Regions from separate parts of the Rattus norvegicus genome. Here all the other regions are linked to region 3. Evidence: chromatin contacts called from public Hi-C data. All regions are on one chromosome and are shown on one strand. The core of a region is the stretch at or near the end of the contact, and the rest is flanking DNA. Distances in the headings are between cores, read along the strand shown.

Evidence for each region. Hi-C and Micro-C count contacts between places; a contact is called where the count stands out from the background.
Region 1: a contact with region 3 is called in a Hi-C map of frontal cortex, with 2.1 times the contacts expected there. The contact joins the promoter of Dguok here to the promoter of Bola3 in region 3. A contact is called at or near these places in 2 of 12 Hi-C or Micro-C datasets (frontal cortex and kidney) and 1 of 1 datasets of contacts at active chromatin or transcription factors (oligodendrocytes).
Region 2: a Hi-C map of Schwann cells shows a contact between it and region 3, with 7 times the contacts expected there. The contact joins the promoter of Stambp here to the promoter of Bola3 in region 3. A contact is called at or near these places in 11 of 12 Hi-C or Micro-C datasets (the A7r5 cell line, the Rat2 cell line, Schwann cells and 6 more) and 1 of 1 datasets of contacts at active chromatin or transcription factors (oligodendrocytes).

Annotation. Positions count from the first base shown.
Region 1 is chr4:117,570,888-117,573,932 of GRCr8, reverse strand. Dguok (deoxyguanosine kinase) reads left to right here and starts at 1,519. Exons shown (of 7, transcript NM_001106602.1): 1 at 1,519-1,715. The coding sequence starts at 1,574. It overlaps LOC120102320 (a long non-coding RNA gene), which reads right to left and starts at 1,580. Exons shown (of 2, transcript XR_005503661.1): 1 at 1,445-1,580; 2 at 1-376.
Region 2 is chr4:117,636,690-117,639,697 of GRCr8, reverse strand. It overlaps Stambp (Stam binding protein), which reads left to right and starts at 1,478. Exons shown (of 11, transcript NM_138531.2): 1 at 1,478-1,518; 2 at 2,746-2,916.
Region 3 is chr4:117,409,500-117,412,411 of GRCr8, reverse strand. It overlaps Bola3 (bolA family member 3), which reads right to left and starts at 1,368. Exons shown (of 4, transcript NM_001106601.1): 1 at 1,295-1,368. The coding sequence starts at 1,348.

The DNA of each region.
Region 1 (3,045 bases), core at 270-2,769, 160 kb before region 3:
AACTGCTGGATTGTTGGTCTGGGTTTTCTTGGTTTTTTTTTTAAAGATTTATTTGTTTATTTAGTGTATGTGATTACACTTTCCCTGGCTTCACGCATACCAGAAGAGGGCATCGAATCCCATTACAAGACGGTCATGAGCCACAATGTCGTTGCTGGGATTTGAACTCAGGACCTCTGGAAGAGCAGTCAGTGCTCTTGACTGATGACCATTTCTCCAGGACTGTAGGTTTAATGTTCCAGAAAGTCTCTCCTCACTCACTGCATATCTCATTCTGTGTCCTTGGCACGTCTCTCCAGGATTCATTTCCATGGAGCCAACTCCATGCTTAATCCGACTCATTTTCCTGATAAGAGTCTTCCAAGAGAACACTTACCTATTTAAAAGTCAAAATAATATGGGGTTTAATAAACTGATTCCTTCACATATAAAATAATGGTCCAACATTGTGCTGGCAGTTACACAGAATGAGAAACATTACTTATGTACATTATTGGATTGTGTTCCCTTCCTGCTTAAAATTGTCTAGTTTCTTCTGTAGGCAATAAAGTCTCAAAGTATGGAGGAAGAAGCCATTTATCTTAGGGCCAGTGAGACGGCTCAGCAGGAAAAACACTAGCTGCCAAGACTGACAGCCTGAGTTTGACCAGACTCTTATAAGTCTTCCTGATGGTGCATGTGCACCATCAACCTGTAAATAAAACAATACAGAGTGGGCATGGTGGGGCACACACGTAGTCTTACCACTTGGGTGGGGGAGGCAGGAGGACAAAATAGCACTACATGAGTCCTTGTCTCAAAATATCAAAATAAGTATAACAAAATTTTTGTTGTTGTTCTGTTTTTCAAGACAGGATTTCTCTGTGTATCCCTGGCTGTCTTGGAACTCACTCTGTACACCAGACTGGCCTCAATATCACAGAGATCTGCCTGCCTCTACTTCCCAAGTGCTAAGATCAAAAGCATGTGCCACCATCACCCAGCAGTTTAAGATTTTTAATTACAATTTATATGGTGTGGAGATCCAACGCAGGGCCTGTGCATGCTAGACAATCATTTTACAATTGAGCTATATCTCCAACCCTCCATTTATTTTCACTTGTCTCTAGAAATGCAAAGGTTAGCATGCTCAAAGCCATAGTTTCTAAAAGTACTTGCCTGACAACCTGAGTTTGATCCCAGGGACCCACATAGTGAAAACAGGGAACCAGTCCTGCAAATTGTCCTCTGAACTACAAATATATATAACATACATACATACAATTATATATATATATGACAAAAGGGCTATACATATATATGTATCACACATATTAATTAAAACAACGAAAGGGCTATGAACGCCTGAACTCTACCTCAGCACACCCTCCTACACCTCAACACCGAGAAACCCCATATCACCCCCGCAAACATCGCGAGAACAGAGCAGTCCCTGAGGCCTCACCCGCTTAGCGAGCTAAAACCAGCCATTTCCTGTCTGACGGTCCTCTGACGTCAGAGATGCGCAGGAGTCGCTTTACCGCAGGCGGAAGTGCCCTCGGCGGAAGTGCCCGCCTTGCTAAGCTTGGGTAGGATGGCTGCAGGTCGGTTCCTTCTGCGTAGACTCCGAGCGTCTTTCCGTTCCCAGCCTCGGAACGCGCTCGTGGACGCACCACGCGCCAGGGGCATGCACGACGGGGGCGGCCCCCGAAGGCTCTGCATTGAAGGCAACATCGGTAAGGGCCAGAAAGTGGCTGTCAAGCCGTGGCCTCCGCCGAGTAGGTGACTGAGAGGCTGGGAAAAGAAGCTGGCCTCAGATCCTGCCCTAGCCCTGCCCACCTGACCCCCCTTCTCGGCCACCGCCAGATCTGCTGGTTCTGCTTGTTAGGCCTTTCTCCCACAGTGCACCATGGGTTTTGATTTGGGAGACATTGGGCCTCAGTGCCCGCCCACCTCCTCACCCACGGGGACGTAAAAGCCTGACGCAGGCTTTAGATAGCCCCAGAATTATACTGGTTTACTGGCATGTTTCATTCGCTAGAAATAGACAGTGTGCCGTTTGTTTTCCTAAAATAGCATCAGCAGATTTAGCAAAAGTAAAAATAAATGTCCAGTTTACATAGAATTTAAGATAATTTTGGTGTGTCACATGTAGTATTTGGGGCATACACTTAAAAATGAGCTATTGTTTATGTAGACTCAATTTTTTTTCCCTGAGACAACGTTTTTCTGTGTAGCCTTGGCTGTCCTGAAAGTCACTCTGTGGACCAGGCTGGCCTGGAACGCACAAGAGGTCTACTTCCCTCTGCCTCCCTTGTGCTGGGATTAAGGGGGGATGCCATCACCACTCGGCTTAGATCAATTCTTAACAGATTCCATTTTCACTATTTTGCTGTACCCCCATGTTTATTGCACTATAAATTATTATGGTGGTGTTCTTTTGTTTTGAAAACAGTCACTATGTAGCCCTAGCTGGCTTGGACCTTGCTGTTGAGACCAAGCTGGGCTCAAACTCACAGAAAGTTGCCTGCCTCGTTAGGAAATAAATATTTATTATATATTTTGTTATAAGTAACCCAGTATCTTACACAGAAAACAGGAAAGCAGCATGGAAGCAAAATGGTTCAACTCAATGTTGCTGAGTTCTGAGGGTACTTAGCTGTGGGCAGACACTGATTCATAATGGGATCAGCAGATATGGGGTGCTCAAGACATTCTAGCAGCAAATAGTTTCTCATTGTATTCATTCAACAATCACCCCTTGAGTTTCTTCCCTCTGCTGGCACTGCTCTTGGCTCTGAGGATACAGCCATGAGCAGATCAAATAAAAATTCTCCACTTGTGGACTTTTAATAGGGAATGATACATCATAAAACTACAGAAATTGGGGCTGAGGATTTAGCTCTCAGTGGTAGAGCGCTTACCTAGGAAGCGCAAGGCCCTGGGTTCGGTCCCCAGCTCCGAAAAAAAGAACCAAAAAAAAAAAAACAAAAAAAAACAAAAAAAGACTACAGAAATTAAGCAGGGTAAATAATAGTGTATTAGATACTGAGTAGGAGGAGAGGT
Region 2 (3,008 bases), core at 229-2,728, 230 kb before region 3:
GGTTTCCTTCTGTATCTCACAACTGTAGCCTTTCAGAGCAGGAACTGAGGTTTCCTTCCTCAACGTTCCTCAAGCACTCCTGCAGACTTAGTATGATAGACACCTACTAAAGTCATGAGTGCACCCCATCTTCATGAGTGCACCCCATCTCAATGCCTTCTGCTCCTGGCTCTGATTGCCTCGTAGAGAAGATCTGGCCCCAAGAACAAAATGATCAGCCTGTCATCTCCACTTTTCACAGTTGATTAGTCCACCCCTGCCATCCTGGGGACCGTGAGTGAGACAGACGACCTTTCCCTCAGTGCACATCCAAGAATGTGTATTGAGTTTGGGACCACAAGTCATGGAGACGGAGCTAAGTAAGTCAGAAAATCTCCCTTCTCCTGAGAAACCGTATTTTAGGAGAATCCTACAGGACTGAGGACTATGAAGAGAGCTAAAGCAGAGCCAACATGGGCTAGTGAGAAGGGTCAGAGGGTAGAGGCACTTACTGTCAGGGCTGATAACCTGAGTTCTGTCCCCAGAAGCCGTCCCACAAGTTGTCCTCTGACAATCACCATTCTGTGGCATGCTCCCCACTCCCACTTCCACACAGCCTCACCGACCGCATCAACACACACACACACACACACACACACACACACACACACACGCATACGCACGCGAGCGCGCGCGCACGCACACACACACACACACACACACACACGAAAAAAATGTATGATTAAAAAGCAAAAACAAGACTGACTGGCAGAGGGTGTCTGCTTAGTTAGGTAGTCAGTGATGTTTTGTTTGAAACAGTGATGTCAGCTCGGCTGTGAATGACAAGACAGATAGCTATCCCCCTTGAAATATTAAATTGCTATTATTCTGATGGCAGAGCCATTGACAGAAAACTCAAGCTTCGGAACCCGACCCTTGGAGGCTCTCTGAGAGCCAAAATGCATAAGTGGGCTGGACTTAGGCCGCCGCACATACGTAGCAGATGTGCAGCTCGTTCTTCATGTGGGTCCCCCAACGACTGGAGTGGGGGCTGTCCCTAAAGCTGTTCTCTGTCTGTGGATTCCGTTCCCACAACTGGGCTGCCTTCTCTGGCCTCAGTGGGAGAGGATGAGCCTAGCCCTGCAGAGACTGGACGTGCCACGGGGGACGGAGGGAGGGCGGTATAGCCAGGGGTGGGAGGGATTATGCGGGTGAGGGGGAGGACTGGCAAGAGTGGGGGAGTTCAACGATAAGGATGTAAAGTGAATAAAAAAATAAATGGGGGGAAAAACATACTGGTTTGTGCTGCTTGTGCTGCAGTTCCCTCTTTCACTTGGTTTCCTTTTCTTCCTGGTTCGTTTTTCTTTACCTAAACGACTGCTGCAGCGCTCGCTCTCATTGGTGGAAGATTCCAGCCCCACCCACCGTTTCTCCACACCAAGTCCTAAATCCTTGGAGCGTAATTGAAGGAGTGGCGAGAGTGGGCGTGTCATCGGAGGTGACGTTTCCGGAAGCTCCGACTGTCATCCTTCAGGAAAGGTGGGAAGGGTCCCGGGAATGCTGCGGGACTGGGGATCCTGGCGCGGTGGGACCCCGCGGGGAGAGGCCGTGTGTGTGGGGTCCATGTCCCTGGCCCCGGCCGGCCGCGCGCGAGCTCCGGGATGGCCCTGTCTTCAGGGCTGGCTCCTGACCAGCCAGGCCTGTTCTCAACACTCCTTGCATTTTCGAGAAAACTGAGTGCCTTCTAGATGGGCGCTGCCAGCAGTTACTGCTGGATCCGATGCACAAGCTCGGCAGGGTTGCTGAACCCTATGTTGTCCCGAACCACTCGATGGCTTCTGGGGGATAGTCCCTTCTTTACCCACAAGTGCCTCTCTCTCGAGGTGCCTGGCATCCCATTCCAATGAGCTACTCTGGGCTGTGCCCAGTTCGGCGGTTAGGGACACGGGCAGGTTTATACTCACAATGCTCCCACACCCCTAGCAGCCCCCAACTTTTACTAGAAAAGGGAGTTTAGTGGGGAAACTTCATGGACAAAATGCCACCCCAAAGTTAAAGCAAGCTAAGCAGAATTGGCCTAGAGAAAAAAATCTCTGAGGACAGGTGAGTAGAACTCAGAAAAACAACAGCTAAACGAACCACTGTAATCTGCGGTTCCGGGGGTTAGGGGGTGGGGGACAGATGGGAATCCTGACTGAGGAATAAGGAATAAGATGGAAAAAACAAGACCTCTGAAACCTAAGACGAGTGTATTCTAGAACAGGCTGGCTAGGGTGTGCCGTTATCCAGTGCACATGGACAACCCCATTTCACCCCGGATTATGTGCAATGATGGTGTCACAGAGCCCAGAAGCAACATCTAGGAAGACTGTAAATTCCTGGAGTTTGGGCATCAATGAGTAGGAACTCCTAGAGAGTCCCACCCCAACTGAGGTACTGTCACTCAGCCGTGCAAGCCCTGCTTGGCTTGTGGAGACAAGTATACTTTGATGCTTCCAGGTACTAACTACCTAGCCCCGAAAACGGTGACTGTGATGGACTGAAGTGAAGGGTGGTTTAGTGAGCAGAGTTGGTAATATTCGCCCTAGAAAGGACCCCCTCCCATTAACCTCATGTTCAAATCTGAGGAAGTATATCCTGGTAAATACCACCATTTATTCTCTATGAGATGAAATGGTCAGTGTGAATTCACCAGGCAGTCTTTTTTTTTTTAACATTTATTTATTTATTTATTATGTATACATCATACAGCTTTCTGCCTGGCAGGTCAGAAGAGGGCACCAGACCTGATTATAGATGGTTGTGAGCCACCATGTGGTTGCTGGGAATTGAACTCAGGACCTCTGGAAGAGCAGACTGTGCTCTTAACCTCTGAGCCATCTCTCCAGCCCCTCACCAGGCAGTCTTCATGAGGGTGCAGTGAACACACTCTGCCAGGTACTGGGTAAATGGAAGTGGGTATCTGCACAGAGAAATGAGTAGAAGATATTTCTTAGCCCTACGGTGGGCTTCCTACTGAAACTGAGGGA
Region 3 (2,912 bases), core at 119-2,618:
TATAAAAGAGTGCACACATGGATGCAAGGTCTTCAGAGGTTGGATGAGGGAGGTGATCAGATCCCGGGGGCGGGGGTTACGGGCAGTTTGTGAGTTGATTGACATAGATGCTGGAAACCAAATTGAGATCCTCCACCAAGACACCCTTGTCCACCATCTCACATGGGTCCTGGGGGGTGACTCAGATCATCCCCGTAAGCACTTTACCAACCGTGTCATTTCCCCAGCTCTCTCATTAGCCAATCTTTTTTTCCTTTTTTTTTTTTTTTCTTTTTTTCGGAGCTGGGGACCGAACCCAGGGCCTTGTGCTTGCTAGGCAAGCGCTTTACCACTGAGCTAAATCCCCAACCCCTCATTAGCCAATCTTAAAGGACAAAATGGAGTCTGTCCCTCTACAGCAGCATCCCAGAGCTGACCCTAAGGCAGGTCCTCTGAAGCAGTGAGTGAGCAGATATAGGTAGGCCAAGATGCCTAAGAGGTGGCTGAAATGCAGACCAGAGGAGAGGTCTGGAGTTAGGTGGTCTGTGTGCTACACGGAGGAACGGAACCATGAGGCTGTGAGGCTGAGCACAGCTGGAAGGTTTGAGGGTAGAACTGAGCCTGAGACAGAAGCATTGGCGGAAGAACAGGATGGCAAGGTAAAATCACTCAGGGTTGCAGATTCCTCAAAGGAGGATGTCATTTTAGCACACCTATCCTGGTACCACACATGACCTGCCCTGGATGTCCTGCAACAAAACTCCTCAGCTGGAGAGGCACATTCAAGACCAGCAGGCAAGTACGGAAAGATGGATGAGGTAGAGCTAAAGAGGAGAAAGAGTGGCTTACGATTTTATTCCAGGAGTTAGGAGGAATGTCACAAGTTCTAGGCCAGCCAGGCCTATAATTCAAGAACCTGTCTCAAAAAACAGCAGGGATTGGAAGAATTAGGAGAGCTCGCCCAGTGCTGGGCTCCTACTCCAGTCTGCAGGCTATGGAGAGTGAAGGTCAGAGGCCTGGTCAGCATGAAACTGCAGGGTACAGGCTCTGCCCAGCACCAAACCCTTGACTCGGGGTGATAACACCAATGTTTTCCTATACGTAAGGCGGCCTCTCCCAGGGCCTCTATACTGTTACTGTTTATGGAACTGTCTCCCGATCCTGAGTCCGGTACCCCCCAGCACGCCCGGTACGATGCAGAGGGCAGGAGAGAATGAATGAGAACAAGGAAGGGCCTCGGCCCTGCCCCGCGTCCCCAGCCTGACAACAGCCGCCCGAGCTCCCCCGCAGCTCCGCCCGAGCCCCGCCGGCTCACCCCGCGGCTCCCGCGGAGCAAAGGCATAGCGGCCACGGGGCCCCATGCCGCCATGCCCGGCGACGCAGCCCGAGGTCACGGTGCAGCCGGAAAGACGCAGGCACTGTGTCCAGATTCGCCGCCCTGGACGAGCCCGCCCCCTGCCGCCCGGAGGCCGCGTCCGCTCCACGGTTGCCACCCGGAACCGGCCGTACCTGCAAGCACGGGAGCCCTCCGTCCTGCCACGGCCAGTTTTCACTTCAGGGTCCCCTATCTGCCCCCAGGTCACACTCCTCAGTAGCCAGAACCCTGGCGTGCACAGGATAGGCCCCCCTCACCCCGGCATCCTAGTCACTGCTCTTGGAAGTTGGCTTCTTTCCTGAAGAAGTTTCTGTGAAAGTCTCGAGCAACCCGGGTCTTCTACGGTTTGTGTTCTAGAAAGAGTGGAGACTTGATGAGGGGGCTGAAACTGGAGGGCAGACTGCTACAATGGCCAAGTGGGATAGGGTGTGGCGGGGTGTTAGATGAAAATTTGTTTTGGATTTCCCTGAGTTTCAGGGACAGAGGTCAGAACAGGCATAGAATAGCACCTGTAATCTCAGGACTGTTTTGTGTTCAAAACCAGCCAGGGCTAAGGTGAGGACAGCTTGGGCTGAGACCCCTCTCAAGACTAAAACTATTTTTTTTTCTTTTTTCTTTTTTTCGGAGCTGGGGACCGAACCCAGGGCCTTGCGCTTGCTAGGCAAGTGCTCTACCACTGAGCTAAATCCCCAACCCCCGACTAAAACTATTTTTAATCATACTTTTAATCCCACCACTGGAGAGACAAAGGCAGGTAGATCTGAGTTCAAGCCCAGCCAATCGACTTAGTTTAAGGTCAGCCAGGGCCACACAGTGAGACTCTGTCTCAAAACAATAAAAAAAAAAAAAAAAAGAAAAGAAAAAGAAATCTCCAGAAAAGGGTAGGATTTGGAACACACACCATGAGGACAGAGTATGCACTTGTGCCTATGCAATCTGTACCTCTTTTGTGGATTGGATCTAGATTTGTTCTTTAAAGTGACCAACTAAAAGTAGGCTTATTTATATAGGTCCAGCATGGTGGCCCACACCTTTAATCCAAGCACACAGGAGGCAGAGGCAGGTGATCTGTTAGTTCAAGGATTGCTTGGCCAATTGAGCGAGTTCCACGACAGTAAGGACTACATAGAGAAACCCTGTCTCAAAACTAAACTTGTTCATTCATTCCAATGTTGAGTGACTTCTGAGTACCAGCCCTCACCTCCAGATTACTTGATAGGCATATTTTTCTGCTTGATTCCTTAAACTTTACGGTTAGTGTAACTAGGGATAATTTATTAACTTTTAAGTTTCATTTATGCCAAGAATACAATCAACACTGTAGAGTGGCCCCTCCTTGCTAATGAGCAGGAACTATAACTAGATGGTGACTGGTTTAAGATTGGTCACAGGATCTGAACCAGACCATTGAGACATAGTTCCTGGACTTGGCAGGAACTAAAGAAATTATGGTTTACCACTATGTTGCTAAGCTCGTAGAAAGCCTGGCACTGATAGCAGCCGGCTTTGCAACCAAATAGAAATGTTTTGGCAATGAAGGGGAAACAGATTATGTGAC